Regions from separate parts of the Anas platyrhynchos genome. Here region 2 is linked to region 1. A link is a contact called in public Hi-C data. All regions are on one chromosome and are shown on one strand. The core of a region is the stretch at or near the end of the contact, and the rest is flanking DNA. Distances in the headings are between cores, read along the strand shown. Region 1 has its middle 120 kb from the start of TTC32. Region 2 has its middle 43 kb from the start of TTC32.

Region 1 (4,745 bases), core at 2,008-4,507:
CCAGGCACACAACCCCACCCTTCACCTTTTCATACTTCATATTGTTCGCAGAGGCCTACCTCTCAAGCCTGTTATGGTCCCTCTGAATCGCATCCCTTCCCTCCAGTGTGTTAACCACACCACTCAGCTCGGTGTCATCTGCAAATATAGATACATATATCTGTATATAAAGCATGTCTCTCAGTGAACACTAAGGCAACAACTGCTGCCAAAACATGCCAGCCTTTCCCTTGCTGAGGTTGCTCACGTCCAGTCCTAGAGTTCCCCACATCCATAGTGGTGGGTGGCTCACTAGAGTGGTCATGCTTGCATCAGTAAAAGAAGGGATATTGCCTGTAGGAAAGAGTTCACCTCATAGTAGCCATGGCCCAACTTAACCTTTTGGTCAAATGTAGCCTTTCGGGCTTTCCCAGCATCACTGGAAGGCCCATCAGGCCAGCTCGGGGCTTTAGCATTATCTCAGATAGGCAGAGTGCCTTTGCTAGTCACAAGGTTTTCCAGTGTCAGGGGGTGAGCTCACCAATTGTGTTTTTATCATACTTACTGAAAAATGAAGCAGTTCCCGCCTTTATCAATAATGATCAGCTTGCCTCAGACTGCAGTGAGTCAGTGCAGAGACCCCCTCTGCTTCCTTGCCCTACCCCTGGTTTGTGTTTGCTTTCTGAATAAACTAAGGGGCAGGCAGTTCTTTTTTAGGATCCCTTCCCAAGCTATTGCATTTTCTCAGTGTAACGTTAAGCATCCTGTCAGCGCTGTGTAAGCTCACAGTGGTTTTAGGTTAGGGCTTCTAGCACGGCAAGAGAAGCACAGTACGGGAGTTTCATGTTTGGAGGAAGGGATGAAGTGGCAACTGTTGAATTTGATAGCTTTGCATCTGGCACAATTTCCGAATAGTGGTGCTTTCTAACAGTCCCCTTAAAACCACTGATTTGGAGAGAAAGTACGCAGGCCTGCCCTCACGCCCAAGGCACTAAAGCCAGTTGGCAGTCCTGCCTTCAAGACTGTTAGTGCTCTTGAACACTAGAAGCCTCCTGTCCCAGGATATTGCATTTACGTACATCTCCTTTCCAAACTGGAAATGTTTTTGAGTTTCATTCCGTGCCTGTTTTTTGTTTCAGTTAGAAACTCAGGAAATCAAAAGAAGAAACATTTAGATTTTGCAGCACTCAGCAGAGACAGAGGGCCTGACTGGAAAAGGACAAGACGTGGTAGCAAAGCCCACAGATTCATTAAATTATCCCAATTACACTTCCAACTCCCTACTTTTAGATCATGAGGACAGCCGTTTACCCACTGAGCACTTTCAGTGTAAAAAGTCCCACAGGAAAAAAGAACAGATGTATAAAAAGTTGCTCTGTGGAGAGAGAGAAAAAAAATCGGTGGCTGAGTGAGAAAATCAGTAAACATTAAAGCACTGGAGATAATTGCAAAACGATGTTTGCTTTATTTAAAACCACTCCTTTTCTTTGGAAATTAGTTCTGCAAATGTTGCATGTGAAGGAATAAGCTTCCCCATGAGCACCACTGAAGATGATGGACGGGACTAGGAAAGAATGCACAATCATGTTTTCTTCCTCCCAGAGAGAGGGCATTAATCACACGTTCCTCCATAATCCTCCTTCCAAGGCCCCAGAAGGAAAGGGAAGAACCTGTCATAGCTCTAAAATTGGACTTTTCTGGTTTTCAGCGTGGGTGTTTCCACTGGGCCTGTGACAGACCTGAATACATCCCGAATCACTTCTGAGCACAGCAGGGGAAACTGAGGCTGCATTTCTGAGTTGGGCTTATGTACAGGGCTTTTCTTTGTCCCCTTCCCCATCCAGCACTGTTCCCTTTCTCTTTAGTGATTGCCAGGCTGATATTTCAGAAAGAAAGCATCTTTATAAACTATCTGACCACATTTTTGGCACCTCCCATTTAAGGCTGCAGTGAGTTCTCTAACCCAAAGATGAAGAGATTGATGTGGGCCAGTGAGCAAGGCAAAGACCAGGTAGAGAGACTGTGTGTGCCTATGGACATACCACAGCAGTGTGCCTGCTCACACCTTCCCAAAAGCGGTTGAGTTGTGAGTTAGATGACACTATAAACCAAGATAGCGTCTCCCCAGTGTCCATAGTTGGTGCATTTGGACAAAGCTCAGCTCTGTGATTCTAGTCCCAGGCTAAAGCAACAGCATAAACAGAGATGTTTTCAAGAGTGGAAGAAGGCCACTGAAAGAGTGTAAGGAACGTTTTGATCTGTAATATACCTGAATGTTTTGAAGGTCTCTATTAAATGTCTGTAGTCTCCCTGCTGCGGCAATTGAGTAGAGGAAATAATAATGGAGATTGAAAGGCATTCACCAGCCGACCTCTCACAACCCTGACATTCTTCAGTAGAATATGATTGGAATTGGGTACATCTGCTCTCAATAACAAAAATAAAAAATGGCCTGCAGCTTTAAGCCCTGAAAAACATAAAGCTGAGCTAAAAGGAGGGCATAAATATATATATCTGTAGACTCAATATAACTGTAAATGTTCAGTAATAATGCTGTGATCATGGCCACAACATGTTTTGGAACTCTTTGTCTCCTGGAAATGCCCAAGAAATTTGGGGAAGTGAAAAGCTGATCTCTCCTCACAGTTAGGTATGACCAGCTTCAGACAAGGTGCAGGTGTGATAGTGGAGGTCATGCAAAGTCAATGTCCAGGCCACCACCAAACACAGTGCAAAACAGAAGCTGAGCCCTCACACCTTCACCCCATTTCCCCTGGGTTCCTGTGGGTTGGCATTGTGCAGAAGCACAGCACTGAGAAGCTTGAGCTAGACCCAGTCTGGCCAGCCCCAAGGCTACTTGTGAGGTGGCCATGTCAGTGCTGCCTGTAGCCAAGGGATGCCCTGCTGATGGGAGAGGCTACCTGCCCCAGGAGCAGTTCTCATGTAGTTTTAGAGCTCCCAAATAAGTGTAGAGCTTGATGGGGTGTCATGCATCATATAAATTCACTCTAAAGCTGAAGAGAGACTGGTAACCCAGCATTGCTAGGACATATCAATTTGCCTTGAGAAGCAAGCGTTGATATCAGAGAGAGCTTAAAGTGCATCCAGGGCTGGCCTGGGTGTTTGTCCTTCTGCACCTCACAAGGCAGCAAGCCCCACCGCTCTGTTTGCCAACTGAGGAAGCCAGTCATGCTGGGGACAAGTCTGCAATGAGCTGAAAGATGGAGCATGTCCAGTCCCTCCAAACACAGCTGCTCGATCTGGGACTGTGCTACGAATCAAACGGTGTTGCTGATTCATCCCATTCCCAGTAGCACATGTGAGTCATCTGTCCACCCTGGACTGTTCGCTGATGAAAAGTTTATTTTTAACAAGTACTATTTAAAAATAAATGTATACATCATACAAATGAGTAAAGCATTCAGCTCTAAATTGGTATGAATGTGCCCTGAGAAAAATTAGCTAGCTTGAATGCAATAGGAAACCTGAGAACCAGTCCTTCCCTTACACTGGCATAAATCAGGAATAACCCCACTGCGATCAGTTACTGTTTCTATAAAGGAAGCATTTTTAAGACTCCGATTGAGATCATGCTCCATTAGCCTAGTAGGAGGATTCTCTCAGAGGTTTTATTATTATCCAGTGTTCACAAAATGAGAACTCTGACTGTGAGGGTTTAAAAGTGGGGTTCGTGCCACCTTTAGCACTATAAAATTTGACAATAAAATCTAAGCTTTTCAGTTAACCTCCTTCTATAACAGAGACAGACTGTCATGTCCCACCCATCCTACTGTAGGTCCCAAATAATGGGGAAAATTGCCCCTTAAAGGTGCAGATATCTCTGCACTGACTGTAGATACAATCCGATTAACTGACAGACTAGACACCTGAAGTTGAGCAAAACCCCAGGAGATAACAGCAGGAACAAAAACTTTGCTCCTCTCAGCTCTAATGAGAAGCTTTAATGGGACTGAAGTGGCTGAAGATTTAAAGACTTTATCTAAAAAAGGTTGCTAAAAGAGCATTGGATACGTGTATGGCCTGGGATACGCAGAAGGGCAATCCAATGGTCTTCCTGCCATCAGCTCTGGAAACAGCACAACAAGGGCCACTGCCCTGAGCTGCATTATGGCTTACAACTGGCAGGAAAACTGCATGATATCAGCCACTGGATTTAGCCTGCTTGAACAGAAAACACATTTGCACCACATGGAACCTGACAATTGCCCTCCCTGGATTTTCTCATGGACACAGTGGTGCTGTTACATCTGAACACACACAAGAGCAGAGCAGTGCAGGCACATGTGGTCTCCTACCCCAAGAACCGACAGCCCAAGAAGATGTTCAATGTATGAAGCATGGAAAAGTGGGAGACAACTGAACATGCCTGTTTAAAAATAAAATAAATAATTGCCACATATATACATTTGGATCACAGAAATAAGGCAGAAGCACCAATAACTTCCCTTGCACATTTGTAACGAGCAGATGGCATGTGGTAATATTGCAGCGGGACTTTGAAGTGACCTGCTCTTTCAAAACGTGAGACTAAAACAAACTTTTAAAAGCAGAGCACTTCCTTCCTGTTGTCTTTCGTGTGAGGCAAGCAGGCTGCAGAGAGAGATGTGCTCGCCTTCCTCATCAAGCATTAAAAAAGGCCCAGCTGTGTTGTTCTTTGCATTAAAGAATTAGTGCTGGAAGCCTTTCAGGGCAGGCACCATCTACTGTTCTCCCTGCTCCCTGGGTGCACGGCCCTCCAGCACTTC
Region 2 (4,611 bases), core at 1,177-3,676, 73 kb after region 1:
TGCCCTGCTAGCCACGCTGCTTTTGATGCAGCCCAGGATATGGTTGGCTTTCTGGGCTGCAAGTGCACATTGCTGGCCCATGTTGAGCTTCCCATCAACCACCACCCCCAGGTCCTTCTCCTCAGGGCTGCTCTCAACAGGGGAAAGTAGGGTAGGTAGCCAGGGGAAGGTTGACCTTGCGCAGACAGACAAGACAACGCGTACTGCTCTAAATTATTGTTTTGTGGAGATTATGTAGTTTTACATGGGTCCCCCGCATGGGAGAAGATTTTGCTGATTACTATAAACAATAGATAAACAGTATGTGTATCATCTTTTCTTTGTCAAGATGGTGACCATTTCAAAGAATTCAAATAATGATTTGGAAAGAAAAGAAAAGAAAAGAAAAGAAAAGAAAAGAAAAGAAAAGAAAAGAAAAGAAAAGAAAAGAAAAGAAAAGAAAAGAAAAGAAAAGAAAAGAAAAGAAAAGAAAAGAAAAGAAAAGAAAAGAAAAGAAAAGAAAAGAAAAGAAAAGAAAAGAAAAGAAAAGAAAAGAAAAGAAAAGAAAAGAAAAGAAAAGAAAAGAAAAGAAAAGAAGAAAAGAAGGAGAAGAGAAAAGAGAAGAGAAGAGAAGAGAAGAGAAGAGAAGAGAAGAGAAGAGAAGAGAAGAGAAGAGAAGAGAAGAGAAGAGAAGAGAAGAGAAGAGAAGAGAAGAGAAGAGAAGAGAAGAGAAGAGAAGAAAGAAAATGAAAAAAAAAGAAAGATGAAAGAAAGAAAGATGAAAGAAAGAAAGAAAGAAAGAAAGAAAGAAAGAAAGAAAGAAAGAAAGAAAGAAAGAAAGAAAGAAAGAAAGAAAGAAAGAAAGAAAGAAAGAAAGAAAGAAAAAGAAAACAAAAAAAAAAAAGAAAGACAAGAAAGAAAGAAAGAAATAGGAAACAACATAAGTGAGTACCTAAGTTATACTAAAATTTTAAAATGTTCCTCAGAATGAATGCCAAAGCAAAGTTTGAGCTTTCACAGTGATCTTTGAATACAGGCTGACACAACTCCTGCTGAGGGCATTTGTAATATTTTGAGATTGGCCTCGGAGGTAATTAAAAATTAAACTGGACAGTGACTGCCAAGAGGTGGTAGATGCCCTGATCCTCTGTCCCCACATGTTGGCAGCACAGGAGTACAGGCCTGGAAAGGACACTACAGAGGTCATCATGTCTGGACTCTTGCAACTGTGCACAAGTACATTCACAAATGCCATTTTTTCCTGTGTCAATCAGCTTTAAAAAAATACATTTCAAATACACATGAGCCAGACATTATCCTGGAATTCTCCATGCCAAACTTCAGATGGTGATGGTAACGCACAGACATAGCGTCTTTCTACGTTCTGCCTAATGGCTCCTTCTTGTGTGGGCTGAGAGCCAGACAGTCTTATGTGACCTTCAGCATTGTCTGTGCTGCGTACCCACCTTGGGCCCTTTTCTCCATACCACCACCACTCCACTGTGGTGGCCACAGTGGCATGGACAAGAAGGAAAGAACAGCCATGGTCACCTGGTTGGACTGGGGCAGCTGCCGGGCTGTCCTGGGGACCTGCCATGGAGTGGTGACAGACTGAGAGTCTCAGGTGTGTCTCAGGTGTGCTGTGACTGAGAGCACCTTCCCCTGGGGGCTTTTGGGGATCTCACTGGGTGCACAGGGGAGGCCGCATAAAAGTGAGGAAGGATGGGAAGTGGGGAGGAAGGTGAGGGGAGAAATATAGACAGAAGAAAGAGACAAGAAATAAAAAAGTACTAACAGAAGAGGGAGGGAGGAAGGGAAGAAGGGAGAAAGAGAGGGAGGGAAAGAGGGATGGAGGGAGGGATGAAGGGAAGGAGGGTAGAAAGGAGAAAGAAAGGAAGAGAGAGAGAAGTGGAAGAGGAAAAAAAAAAAAAGAGAGAGAGAGAGAAGAAGAAGAAGATTAAAGAAAACTGACACACATACACACACAGATTTTCCACCCACACATTTGGCAAATGTTGTCCATGCCAGCAGCCGAAGCACCACGCGGCATGGGCTGTGCCTCACTCCACCGGCTTGCAAAAGACCCACGGAGCACCCACACACCCCCAGGCTCCCCTTGGGGAGCAGCAGGTTCCCCACACATGTTAGAGCCACGTAGCCAAAGCAGCAGCGTTTCCTGACTGTGAACAGCCCAGCAGTGGCATGTGGACTCACACCACCATGACTGCATGTCAAAATGGAGGCAGGGCTGCACCCAGCACGGGGGCAGCTGAAGCCAGCCCTCTTGCCTTTATTGCCCATGCTATATTTCTCGATGGAGCTGATATTTCATGCCTCTTAGCCGTGGTCATCGTGCTGTGGTGGCTGTGGTTTACAGCTCGCTGAGCTGAGGCAGAGGGGGGAGGAGGGAGGCATGGCCGACACTTCATTCAGTGATCACAGGCCTCCTCCGAGGCTCAGACTTTGCAACAAGACATTGGCAGGCCCGTGTAGAGAAATGATTTCATCCGTGTACGAATTAAGCCAAAGAACACAGTACTTGTCCCTTTGGTGTTTATTTTAAAATAATTATTACATGTTCCCTTTTCTTTCAGGAACATTAAACACAATGCTGCACATGATTTTGTTCGGGACGGCTGCAGATGGCTGTGTTGAGGGAAAGTCAGTGGCAAATACTGACATATGCACCATGGCAAGAACTCAAAAATGAACTCTTCATTCCCTTCAGTCTGAGGAATGCTGAAGTCCAATACCATTTTTGGGGAAATTGAGATCAATAGCAGTTAGTTGGTTTATTTGATTGTTGATTTTCTAGTACCAGGCCACCAATTCTGTTGTATTTCTACTCTTTAAATGGAGTGCAGAGCATTTGGTAGCAAGAGAGGCTTCCCTCAAGCAGTTTTCCTCTCAAAAACATGCAGTGGTTTGAAAATGTGGTTGCAAAATGTGGACAATGTGCACGGGAGTTATTAATGTTCACAAGAAAATGTGCTGTTTCATCTCCATTACAGTCATTAACCACAGCTGTGGTTTTGCAAGTGAGGCAGCCTACTTTCATTCTTAGAGCTCAGATTTGGATGTTCACAGAGACATAGGTAGTTCCTAGAATACCCTTCCCAGCTATAATGCGAACATACATGGACACTGGAAAAAATACTTTCTTTTATCTTGATAGACCTAACACACAGATTGCAGAAGGAATTTAAAACAAGACTTTAATGTCAGATGTTTTATATGGACCACATTTCTCACAGTGAAAAGGGAATAATATATATATATATACATACATATTTAAGAAAAAAAAATAAAAAAGAAAAAAAAAAAAAGAAGAAAAAAAAGACAATACACTGTCCAGGAAAACAAAGCAAGCCAGCCAGCTCTACAACCGTTTGACTAGGAGACAGCTCCAGAGTCGTTCCAGTACTGGCAGTACAGCTAAGCCAGAGTTCTCCTATAAGCCAGATGACACAGTTGGAAAAATATATTCCAGAGCTTGTTATCCATCCCCTGCAGCTGCCAAAGTTGCCCATATGGGACCACAGGTGTTGGCTCAACCCACAGAGGAAAAGGACGGAAAAAGACAGCAAGATGAAGAATATCAGGAGCTGTGGCAGTAAGCATCATCAGGCCAGTGCTGAAGTTGCTCTAAGTGCCAATTTCTGATGGAAGGACTGTGATCTCTATGAAGCCTAGCCCAGGTAAGAGAGACCATATAGATACATGCATGGGTGTATATTAAAAAACCCAACATATAACCTGTAAATTCAGCCACGGATGTTCCATTTTTGAACAGGTATGAACATGACAGTTCTCAAAAAATTGCAGAAACAAAGCACAAGAAAGTACAGCCTTCAGCTTTGGTTGCAAAGGGCCTCCCTTTGGCAGTTTCCCACAAAGAAGCAATTCCCAAAGTTCTGTTAAGATAAGTCTACTTATAGTGGTGTGGACAGGCCAGTGTGCTGTACCCCAAATTTCAAGCTGCAACCCAGCTCCCGTCAGGAAGTTGTATAAATGTATTAGTGCAGCAGAGTGCCCAAACTAACTACCATGCTGAAAAGCAGGATATATTAACCAGAGCTCATTGTTGTGTGGCTTCTGGAGCTGAGAGCAGAGGAGCTAAGGTCTCTCTGAACCATGCAGATGTAACCAGGGAGGAATTCACTTAGCACCTGCACAGGTCTGATCTTTCTTCCAAGCAAGTGAACTAAAGCAGAGTTGTTCTTAACTAAGTGCAACATACCTGGATTTCAGATCCACAGGCTGGCCTGAGGCTGTTGGCTGAGGATGAGACAAATCCCTAGCAGCACACAGATCAGCACTATATTTGTCATTGGGAATCAAGCATGGGAATTTTAGCATCAAAAGTACAAAAGCCCAGCACTTGAACAGGAACAGAGCCTCTTACATTGCCAGCTTGAGCCATCCAAATGTTACAGACAGGTTCCCATAGTCATGAGCTTGTCTTTAAATAAAAATCACACCATGAGATATGATTTTAATAACACATTTGGGGTTGGTTGCATTTACTTTCAGGGGTTTTAACCACTGGGGTCCACTTCTAAACATTTTCACAACAGGAAGGCTCAGAATATGTTATTTTATGTTATTTTTCAAATGAAAGCTGAGGTTCTT

The links. Hi-C and Micro-C count contacts between places; a contact is called where the count stands out from the background.
Region 2: a Hi-C map of liver shows a contact between it and region 1, with 2.3 times the contacts expected there. The contact joins two enhancer-like sites. A contact is called at or near these places in 2 of 8 Hi-C or Micro-C datasets (liver and subcutaneous adipose tissue).

The regions. Positions count from the first base shown.
Region 1 is chr3:110,355,309-110,360,053 of IASCAAS_PekinDuck_T2T, forward strand. No RefSeq gene overlaps it. Among named protein-coding and RNA genes, the nearest start is that of TTC32, 120 kb to the right of the region's middle. Within about 2 kb of position 3,258, at least 2 of the 8 cell types and tissues checked have an H3K27ac peak or open chromatin away from gene starts, as enhancers often do.
Region 2 is chr3:110,428,900-110,433,510 of IASCAAS_PekinDuck_T2T, forward strand. No RefSeq gene overlaps it. Among named protein-coding and RNA genes, the nearest start is that of TTC32, 43 kb to the right of the region's middle. Within about 2 kb of position 2,427, at least 3 of the 8 cell types and tissues checked have an H3K27ac peak or open chromatin away from gene starts, as enhancers often do.